2 separate regions of the Mus musculus genome follow, and region 2 is linked to region 1. The links are chromatin contacts, called in public HiChIP or PLAC-seq maps. All regions are on one chromosome and are shown on one strand. Each heading gives the region's core, a stretch centred on a gene start, on an enhancer-like site or on the middle of the called end of the contact. The rest is flanking DNA. Distances are from core to core; before and after follow the strand shown. Region 1 overlaps Fndc3b (fibronectin type III domain containing 3B). Region 2 overlaps Pld1 (phospholipase D1).

Region 1 (5,527 bases), core at 2,082-4,581:
CTTTGTGGTCATTTCATCTAGCCATCAAACCCTCTGGCCTGGCCATTTTGCGTCTGTCCACTCATCCAGGTTTGTTCTGTGCTGAGAGTCCCTGATCTCTGAGAGCTCACTAGGAGCCCTGGCTCATTGCCGGTGTCTGCACTTCCTACTTCTCCTGGGCAGAGACTTAGATGTCATGGAAGTTGTGCTGACCATTCACAGGAATGTCGTGAGGCCTGATAGAATTAGTGTGAATGATGCTCAGAACTCCTGCAGACCCTTCCAGAAAGCAACTTGTTGATTATGCTTAAAAGCCTTCTCCCTCCCCCGCTAAAGGGTGCTATACTTAGTTGTTAGTACCCAGGCAGGTGTTGAGATAGTTTACATGTGAGCTTCATTCATACTAGATCTCTAAGTAGAGATATAAAAATGCAGGTTGGTTGTATGACATGATCTAGAAGTCATGTGCTGAAGAACCAATTACTTATTCTGTAGGCAGAGAGATTGAGAGTCAGGGAGCCTGTGCAGAAGTATTCAGACACCTGAAATACAGCAGGGTCTGCCTAAGTGCTTCCAGGGTGCCAGGCATGCTGTGCCTGCAGGCTGCCTGGGCGTGCGCTGGGCCTGGAAGGGATCACAGGGTCTCTGACTCCTACTCGACCACCATAGCAGGCGTTCACGGTGGCCCAGACTGATTCTGACTTTCCTTATATTGTCCCTTGAGAAAGAGTAGAAGGAAATATACACGAAATTCCACATCTCACTTATAGAAAATACATGTTTGCAGTTACAGTCATCCTTAGCAAAAATATGCTGCTAAGCTGACTCGGCTGCAAGTGAGCAGGGCTCATCGTTCTGGAATGTTTTCTTGTGATGCTAGGCTGCCATCCTTGGGATGTCCAGGCGGGGTGTCAGAGGTACTGTGGTATGAAGGGCCCTGGAATCTAAGTGTTCCAGTAAAAGTGTCTGGTTCTGTCAGCAGCCTTACTTAAATACCATTCAAAAACAATGAACTAAACAAACCAACCCTTGGTAAACGTTTTCCGTAGATAAGCCCCTTTCCTCTCTCGGTTAATATTTGCAGAGCTGAGATATGGATTTGGGGTCTAGAGATTGTGTATATACGGTGATGTAACTTTTTTCCTTTTTTTTTTTTTTTTCCTCTAAAAGTTTGGTCTGTGGGGCGTGCTATGAAAGAAACCTCTGTATATTCATAGAGAACTTATATTTGGACTTTTTTCCTCTCCTGAAAATAGTACTTTCCCTAAGTAACTCTGGGTGTTCTGCCATGACTGTACTGTGAATGACTTCACGAAAGCCACTTAAAAGTATATTCAAAGCCAAGTTACAAGGAGAAAAGTGTCTGTGACCACTGTCCTGGCCTGTCAGGTGTCCAGGTGTGGAGCTAGGCCATGAGCACTCGAGGTTCTGTCCCCAGCCCACACCTATGGATCTGTGGAGTGTCGATGACAGGCCTGCACAGCCAATGAGTTAGTTTCCTTCCCTTTCTCTCGAGAGCAGGATGGGAGTTCTCGGGGGGCTTGCCATTCATTTTGTTCTGCTATAGTTTTATTTTTAATGGAAAGAACTCTATTTCACAGGATTTCTGTCAGAGCTTCCATGCTTCTAATTGGATGCAAAAAGCCAGAATATTTTTAAGCTTAAGATTTTTTTTTCCAGACGGCTGTGATTTGACTTCACTAATGAATACATATCAGACAAGAAGGCAAATTCCAGACTATTCGTGCCTCAACCAACCAGCTGGGCACATACCTCTCGGTACTGCTCATGTCTCAAGAGGGTTTTCTGCATGAGCAATTATCACCTCCCTTTCCTTCATTCAGGTGGCAAGCCATGGCAAGTGTCTTTCCTGCACAGGGTAGAACTCAGCTGTAAAATTAGATTTCATTGGCATAAAAACACAGCAGCCGCCAGCACAACCGTGTGTTTTGGTTCTCATCCTTCGACTGAAGTTCTTCCTCCCTTTAATAAGGAGGCCGAAGCCACTCCCGAACCAGTAAGACAGTTCAGGCGTCACAGGCTCCCGTTTGATTCTAGCTTTAGTTTAATCTGTAGTGAGTAAGCAGGGCAGGGAATTGGTGCTAAAAACATAATCTCTTAAGAGCAGAAAGGAGTGTGAGGGCTCTTCTCTAATTCTGCTACTTTATAAAACACAGAATTAATTGTTCAACTTTAGAGTCAATTCCTGATAAACTCCAGATTAAAACTTTCATTTTCTAGTAGTGAGTGTTGTGACAGCCTCCCCATCTGGTCCCTTCCCCCTCCATTCTCCCTCCTCCTTTCTACCCTCCCCCCCCCCCCCCCAAGCTGGCCCTTTTGAGCTGTTTTCACAGTGGAGCGCGGCAAAAACTCAGTTAACCATTACTCTTCCTCCTCTGTTCCTTCACATCCTTTCCCTCTAACTATTTAATTTGGTTTCTAAAACAGCCAAGGGGAGGATTTACCTGTGCCAGGTACCCTTCCTCGTGTCCATAGAAAGTGTGCAGGAACGATTTAGTGTAAGGAAATCCGCCTAACCACCCCTGGGCTTTTGTGTCTAATGTCTGTGACCCTGCATCAGGCTCACGGTGGCCACTGTGATGATACAGTGCAGTGCTCCTGGGAAAGGATGCAGGAAGTGGGCAAGACAACAGTGTGTGTGTGTGTGTGTGTGTGTGTGTGTGTGCATGTGTGCGTGTGCGCGAGTGCACATGAGCAGATCTTAGGATTTTAAATGGAGACTTTGATGTGTTTCCGTGTTGTTTTAGTACCTTCCCTCTATGAATTCTGTTGTTATTTCCATAGTTGTTTTATTAAAAGCCCTGGTTAGGGGACTGGAGAGATGGCTCAGAGATTAAGAGTACCTGTGCTTGCAGAAGATCCCATTTTGATTCCTAGCAACCACATGTTGGCTCATAACCATCCAAAACCCAGTTGCAGGGGACCTGATGTCGTCTTCTGACCTCCTCGAGCACTAAGCATACATGTGGTACACAGTTGTACATTCAAGCAAAACACTCATATATAAAACTAAATCCAATAAACAAACAAACAAACAAACAAACCCAGGTTAGCTTTGCTGCAAAGGCCGGATAGCAATGTTGGCAGCTTCTGAGTTTCTAGGTTCCGAATCGGGAGTCACAGGAAATTATTTTTCAAAACCAGTATTTGAGCCTGGTGGTGGCTCATGCCTTTAACCTCAGCACCCAGGAGGCAGAAGCAGGCACATCTCTGTGACTTTGAAGCCAGCTTGGTCTACAGAGTGCGTTCCAGGACAGCTAGAGCTACACAGAGAAACCCTGTCTCAAAAAACCAAAAACCAGAAACGAAACAAACAGAAAACCAGGATGAGGTAGAAAAGGGAAGATGGAAATGGAGTGTCAGATGGTGTTTGACAGAGCATCTATGGCGGACTGCTTACAGCCGCTGTCTTGCTGGTTTGCAGGCTCGCTTCTTTCTGAGGCTTGCTCATAAAGAGAAGGAAGGAAGTGCGCTCTTAGGAAACTGTCAATCCTTGTGACTGACAGCAGTATAAGTAGTGATCACCTCGAGCGGGAGGCTCTCGTGTGCATCCTTTTCTTTACTCGCCGCCATATAACTCTATGTCAGATTTTGATTTCTTTTTTCATTTTTACTACAAATACAACGTAAACACACAAATCAGCTGCACAAACGCCTGTCATAACTTAAGCTTTATCAGGTTTTGTTTCTCTCTTAGAAGTGATTTAGAAGCCAGTCTTGCTATCCCTTGTAAAAACTCAGTCATCTCAAGAAAATACCCAGTATAGCAATTTCTTTTTTTTTAAAAGATTTATTTATTATTATATGCCAGTACACTGTAGTTGTCTTCAGACACACCAGAAGAGGGTGTCAGATCTCATTACTGGTGGTTGTGAGCCACCATGTGGCTGCCGGGATTTGAACTCAGGACCTTTGGAAGAGCAGTCAGTACTCTTAACCGCTGAGCCACCTCTCTAACCCCCTAGTAATTTCTTAGTAGCCTCCCTAACTTCTCTACCACAATCCTTCCAAGCTTCAACAGCACAGCCCTCCCCCACCCCAACAGCACAGCCCTCCCAACTCCAACAGCACAGCCCTCCCCCACCCCAGCAGCACAGCCCTCCCCCACTCCATCAGCTCTCCCCCATCAGTACACCCCCACCCCCAACAGCACAACCCTTATCCCCAGCGTCTGATGATTTCACAGTTTCCAAGTGTCACTTGACTCTATGTACACTTCTTCCAGTTCCCTGAATCCTTAGAAAAAGCCTTAAGTGTTAGGTAGCTACAACATTTTTCTGGTATACCTTAACATTCATAGTTTTCAGAAAGTTGCCCTGTGCTAGTCTCACCATCAGAAACTGTTTTGCTTGTTTGTTTTTGAAAGGCTGAACCCCTGTGTGGACTGTTCACCTGCCTTGGTCTCCTGAGCAGCTGGGATTGCAGGCACGTACGATGATGTCACTTGGCTTCAACTGGTATTTTCAGTAGAGAAGGAATCTTTCACAAAGTCTGAATCAAGCTGTGAATTTTCTAGTGAGCCCATAGCAATCTCTTCTTTAGACTACAGAACAAGCATGCATTTTCATGGTATTTAGTTTGTCTGATAATGCCTAGTTAATCTGTTTTTAATGGAAAAGATACTCTACGGAATTTGTGGACTGGAACTTAACGTTATTGACTTTGGAGCGCCAACTTTGAGGTTACTTGCAAGTTCCTTTTAGTTCCCTGTGTTCCATGGGTTTAGAAAGTGCATTTATGGGATGGGGAGGTAGAGGAACGATAACTGCCTGGGATACACTGGCTAGAGAGACTAGCTACAGTTTGCAAGCCAAAAGTTTAGTAAGAAACCGTGACTCTATCAATAGCCCCATATACACCTACACATGCATACATGCACTTATGACATGTGGACCTATACATTTGGCATGCATACACACATCCATGTACATCAGACATGTGAATTCTTAGTTGTCCCCTTACTCCCTGGCCTACATGTCAGCACATTGCTCCCTCGGGGGGTTGGGGAGCTGAGTGAGGGGGCCTGAGCCTTTGCTTGGCTGTGATTGTCTAGCTGTTCATCCCCCTTAATGTGCCTTGGCCCAGCTCCTGAGTTCTGCTGGCCTTGCTTTGCTCTGGGTGGTGCTCTCCTGTTGTTCTTTCTCTTGTCATCTGAAACTGATTCGTGTACAGAACTGCCAACTCACATCTTGAAATAATGTAAGGAAATTTGGGTCATTGGCCCACTGAGTAAGGATCAGGACATTTTGTTACTAATTTGAAGGCCAGGTTCACAGACGTAAGAACTCCCAGCAGTGATTAGGGCCTTGGCTTTTGCGAAGGATGCTCTTCCTAGTAGATAGTTGCTCTGGCCTCTGGAGATGGATCAGCAGTTCTTCCCTGCAAGTCAGGGTTTTCATGAATTTGGCTTTTTTATGTTTCAGAGAATAGGCTAGTGCCAAAATACTTTTTTACACTTGGAGGAAGGCAGGCAAAGAAAGAAGAAAAGTACCAAACCAAATGCCTAGAGAGATGGAGAGACTGGCAT
Region 2 (5,606 bases), core at 1,316-3,815, 430 kb before region 1:
TGTCACCAGAAACTGAGCTGTTCTGACATTCCTGGCTCCACTGGTCCACTCATGCGACACCTACACAAAGAGCTCACTGACATTCCCTGTGTTGCAGAGGCCTGATGGAAATGCTACATGACACAGGGTCTAGACACGGGGTATAGACAGTATTTTACCCACTAAACCCTCGCACATTCCAGTTTCTGAAGCACATCTGAGACCAGGGCTTCTCGTAGACCTCCGTGGGTTTGTCCCACTGAATGCTAAGGGCTGAGAAGTGAAAATAAATGCTTTTGGTATTTGCCAAATCTGTGCCCTATGATAAAACAGTATCCTGAAACCACTTCTCTCTCTTTTCTTAGTCTCTACCTTCCAAGTATTGTGTAGTGTTAGGGCTTGAACCCAGGGCCTCATGCATGTGAGGTAAGCATTTCTCTGAGCGACATCCCCAACACCTTACTTTTCGATCTATATTCATATTTAAGGGTGGTTCCAACCCACATCCTGAATGAGTTGTGTTTTAGAAACTATTCAGTCTTCAAACTTTGTAGATTTGCAATGGTGTATGATGAGGGTTTGAGGCCTTATTGGGGATCTGGTAAGATGGTTTCACTTGTAGCAAGAGTGCTGAGCAATGGTGTTACCAGTGTCCTAAGTGGTAAGTATTTTAAACTGTTTTCACTATCACCTAGCAGACAATACACATTTTTTGTTCTTTAGGGTCATTGTTGTTATCTTGTTTTGTTTTTACACAAGGGTCATTTGCCCTAGCAGGCTTTAAACTCACTATGTAAGAAAGACTGACCTTGAATTTGTTACAGTCCTCTGTCTCTGCCTACCAAATGCTAAGATTGCAGATACATGCCATGATATCTGCCATGGACCTTGAAGAGTCTTACACATCCTGCTCACTGCAGCCCAGACAAGAATCTTGAGAAGTCTTAGCTTACAGTCTATCCCCCTGATCAATGCAAAATCTGATACAAAGGAAAGAGCAGTGGATGACTTCCCAAATGGAAAAGGAATCAAATTTTGTATTTAACATTTTGTCAAGCAAAGCAATGTCAACCTGGAGTTCTCCTTCTTACAACATAATTTGGAAAAGAAGAAAAAATTCCTTGAGAATAGCTGAGTGATTGCTGAATTAAAAGACATGTTACAAAACCTACAATAGTCACTGACCTCATAAAGAGGAATTAAATGTAGTGTAGTCTCTCTGATTAAACTCTGCAGTCGTCTTACCTGTATTCTGCATATTGGCCTTTGTATGGCAAGACATTCTGTGAAAGTTTGCTATGTGGCTTCAATGTGTACACAGTTTATCACTATCTGCTGACTTATGTGCAACAATCTATCTGTGTAAGTAGCCTTATTGCTCAGCTTGCTAAGTGCATTTCATCTATTACATTCATTTCATCCACAGTACTTAGGGCAGTGGTTGGCATGTCATAGGAGCTCAGCATGTATTTATTCAATGAAGTACATAAGGAAGCTGGAGAGATGGCTCAGAGGTTAGCAGTACATACCGTTATTTCAGGGGACCCACGTTTGGGTCTCTCCCCCACCCCCACCCCCCTACTTCCTTATCATCCTCAGAGTCTGGAATCTTTGCTGTTTACTTCCTCCTTTTCTTTTAAACTTGTCTCCAGTCGATGAATGGAGGAGACAGTGAATGCCTGCCAAGGACTCTTTCCATCAGCACTGTGTCCTCAGATCATCACGTGGGTCTCACGCCCTCAACCAGGGCTTGGCCTAATGTGCCAGATACCTTTCTGCCTCCTTCCCGCTTGCTCCTTGTGCACACCACCAATTGTCAAAGTAAAGACCCCCTCTTTCACACTTCTGCAACCTTATTCTTCTATCTCATTTTGAACCTCAATTGTAAATCATCAACCACACACACCAGAAGAGACACTTTCCAGTTCTGCTCTTAATTTTTCTTTACAGCTACAGATATCCTGCCTTGGTCCCCTCAGTTTCCCAGAAGCTTCCAGCCCTCAGAACCTTGAGGCTCACACAGGTACAGACAGACATAGTGCAAGTTGTTCCTAAACTCATAAGTCAATCAAGAATTAGCCTTATGTTAAATTGTTAAGACATATAATATATTCCCATATAATATTTTCCACTTTAAATTGTGTATCAATATTGTTAGATTTATAAAACTACCAGTTATTCTGAGCTTCAGTTTATTACATATAGCTTATGCCCTTTAAATATTGCTAGGTCTGGGTCCATGTGACAGCTCAGTAGATAAATGTGCTTGCCACCAAGCCTAGAGACCTAAGTTCAATCTCTTGGCCTTTCATAGAAGAAAGAGAAAACAGCTCCTGCAAGATGTTCTCTGACCTCCACACAGACACCATGGTCTATACATATACACATAAGCACAGGAAAATAAACACATATAATTAAAAATAAGCCAATAACTGGGTTCCTGAAGAACATTTGGACTACTCTTCAAGTTCTAGCCTCATTGGTCAGGTGCCTGAAATTCATCCAGGCCTCTCAGCTGGGCTCCAACTTCCTAATCTAGCAGAACAGAATTGTAGCCTTGGAGTGGAGCCAAAGGACAAGATGTTGTTGGTGTTTCCATTTCTGCCTAGTTAGACATGTGGATGCTAAGCATGCGGATGCTGAGAAACTGGACCACACTGGGCAAATCCCTTGCCATCCCAGTCAAGGGCTCTGTGAAAAGGAGATGCTATCCCTGCTATCTCTGTCAAGTATCCCAGGTGTTCAAGGCAGTGCTGGGCCATCTGCACACTTGCTGGTGCCTTACTGTAGTGATTCCCCATCCTGAGGTGGGGAAGAGATTGCCAAAACCTTCCTCATTCTCTCCTCCGTAGTTTAGGCCCTGATTAATTCACTCTTTAGGAATCTGATTCTTCCCATAAAAGGTATCATATAACATTTTTTAACCATCCCCATGTAAAACATTCTAGTTCTAATCAAAAACCATCAACATTTTTCCAACAAATGAAGTTGCGTTTTCCTTGCTTTGTCTGGGACTCTGCCTCAGTGCACCCTTTTAACACCAGTCACATGCCTTAGCTGCAAGGGTCATTTCCTAGTAACAGGTAAGAAGTTGGTCTTTTCCACCCACGTGCCTTTGAGAGGTTCATTTCCTTCACCTGTAACACCTTTCTGTCCTCACCTAAGCTCTCCAGGTACTATCAGATCCAAGGACAGGCTCCCTCCTCAAAACATTTCCCTAGGTCAGCAAGAGGAAGTCCTTCTGCCTCAAACAGAGGTGTGTGTGTGTGTGTGTGTGTGTGTGTGTGTGTGTGTATGTGTGTGTGAGTGTCCATGCTATGAGACTATTATAGACCTTGTGCTAGGGGACTGTTCTGTGTGTCGCTGTCTCTCTCTTCACTGCTGGGGAATAGATCCTCAGGTGTACAGAGCTTGCACCTGTGCCCTTGCATGGAACAGGTCTAACCTAACATATGGGACAAGAAGACTGACCAGAGAGACAACACGAACACACACTCACTGTGGTCGGGCAGCAAAGGAAGCAACAAAAGCTGAAGCCCATGGGGTTCTGACACTAGCCAGTCACTTACCAGTGCTGTGCCTAGTGAGCCCCTGCTCAGACTCACTGGAAGGGTGAAAGAGTTTCAAGTGGGGCTTTAACCCATGGATTAAATTCTGATGACTTCTACAGTGGCTAAAATAACCTGGAGAAAGTTGAGAGTTCTTTTTTGTTTTACAAAGAAACATATTTACATATCTATGTCTATGTAACAAATTTTATAAACTTGAAAGCACACTTAATCATTTTTAGAATAAGCAGGTCTATAAACTCAGTCATAAGTTCTAGTGTGATAGAAAAACCACAGCACTTTAAGTAAAGGTATGTAAACTCATACAATATAGAATATCTAATGTCTGCTGATACAAGCTTGATATATTTCTGGATGAAAAAATAAATAAATGTATTCTATGAAGGTTTATAAAGGACACCTAATGCTCCTTTTCTCTTTATAACTTGTCATATTTTAGAAAGCTCTAGTCATTTTATAGCCATCAAAAGTATCAACAGTGGCTATGATTACATTGTATTAATAATAAATATGTTTTTAAAATGAGACAAAGGAGACAGGGGGGCATGGAGCCCAATAGGTAGAGTGCTTGCTTATATGCACAGAACCTGTTTAAGTCCCAGAACCTTATAAAACAGGCATGGTGGTGCACGCCTGTGATCCCAACATGGGAGAAACAAGAGCCCAAGATCAGTCTCTATCACACAGTGAGTTTGAGACCAGCCTGGGCTACATGAGACCCTGTCTCAAAACACAGTGTCCCAGTGCCATGATGTCACACAGGATGCATGGCAGTCATTGCACATTGTCCACTGAATGCCACCACTGATCTTTGTAAAGCAAATAGGCAAGGGCTACAAGGCCCACAGTGCAGCCAAGGAAAGTTCTAGCAAAGGCAGGACTCACTGGAGGTGCTGTCGATGCTGCTGATGCTGTCCGCGTTGTGCAGGTGGTGACGGTGCAGCTGGCGATAGAGACTAAATTTGGAGAATTTCCTGGACTTTCCTATCCCTTTCAGCTTCATGTCAGTCTCATCAACAATCTTTGAGATGGGCTCCTTTTTATGAAATTCATGTTTATCCTTGAGGCTTAAGGATTCCATAGACTCTACTGATGCTGCCTGAGAAAGTTATTAAAAAAAAAAAAAGACCATGCATAAAGTATACTACAACAGGCTTTCACTTATTTAGAGCTAAGTGGTAGTTTACAAATGGTAGGGACCCCAGAACAGATTCTCCATAGAATCTCAGGGAAGCCACAGGGTGGTGGTGAGTTCTTCAGCCACATGAGCCCTGGTGGGGCTCCTTCTTCAGCAGGCCAAATTCTTTTGTTTGCTTCTTTTTGTTTTCATTGTTTGTTTTATGAGACAGTCTCTCTCTCCCTCTCCCTCTCCCTCTCCCTCTCCCTCTCCCTCTCCCTCTCCCTCTCCCTCTCCCTCTCCCTCTCCCTCTCTCTCTTTCTACCTGGCTTTCCTGGGACTTGTCACGTAAACCAAGTTCATCTCAAACTGAAGAGATCCATCAGCCTCTGCCCCCCAAATGCTGGGATTAAAGATACATGCCACAGTGCCTAAATAAAACTTGAATTTCATTTCATTAACCCCTCTATCTCCCACTAATTACACTATTTAAATTCATTGTTAAACAACCCAACTTCTCAGACTTCCTCTGTCAATCATTTTTTTTGTCCCCCACAGTTGCGGTTTGAATGAGAAATGTCCCCCACAGGCTGTTCAAACACTTAGTCCCCAGCTGGTGGCACTGTTTTGAAAGGCATTAGGGGGTGGAGCCTTGCTGGGGGAGGGGAATCACTGTGGGTGGGCTTTGAGGTTTGATTGCTTGTCTTCTCTGTACTTCCTAACTGCAAATGTAATGGGACAAGCACGAGACAGGTTGTACCCCTTCCCCAGGGTACTGCGCTGTACCCCCTAACCTGTGGGCCAAAACAAATCCTACCTCCCTAGCTGTTCCTTGTCAAGTACTTGGTGTCAGCAACGAGAAGAGGTAACGGATCATTAGTCAGTCCATTGCTCTGTCTTTCACCCCCAGAAAAGCCACCGATATACCCATCCATAAATGA

The links. HiChIP or PLAC-seq counts read pairs in DNA pulled down with a chosen protein or histone mark.
Region 2: a contact with region 1 is called in an H3K27ac HiChIP or PLAC-seq map of microglia, with 4 times the contacts expected there. The contact joins two enhancer-like sites. A contact is called at or near these places in 2 of 115 datasets of contacts at active chromatin or transcription factors (a beta-TC-6 cell line and microglia).

What each region holds. Positions count from the first base shown.
Region 1 is chr3:27,648,180-27,653,706 of GRCm38.p6, reverse strand. All of the region lies in intron 1 of Fndc3b (fibronectin type III domain containing 3B), which reads left to right. Among named protein-coding and RNA genes, the nearest start is that of Fndc3b, 60 kb to the left of the region's middle. Within about 2 kb of position 3,331, at least 38 of the 459 cell types and tissues checked have an H3K27ac peak or open chromatin away from gene starts, as enhancers often do. A contact at or near this core is called in microglia, where this site is marked.
Region 2 is chr3:28,077,245-28,082,850 of GRCm38.p6, reverse strand. Pld1 (phospholipase D1) reads right to left here. Exons shown (of 27, transcript NM_001164056.1): 16 at 4,434-4,647. Among named protein-coding and RNA genes, the nearest start is that of Gm42196, 96 kb to the left of the region's middle. Within about 2 kb of position 2,565, at least 3 of the 459 cell types and tissues checked have an H3K27ac peak or open chromatin away from gene starts, as enhancers often do. A contact at or near this core is called in microglia, where this site is marked.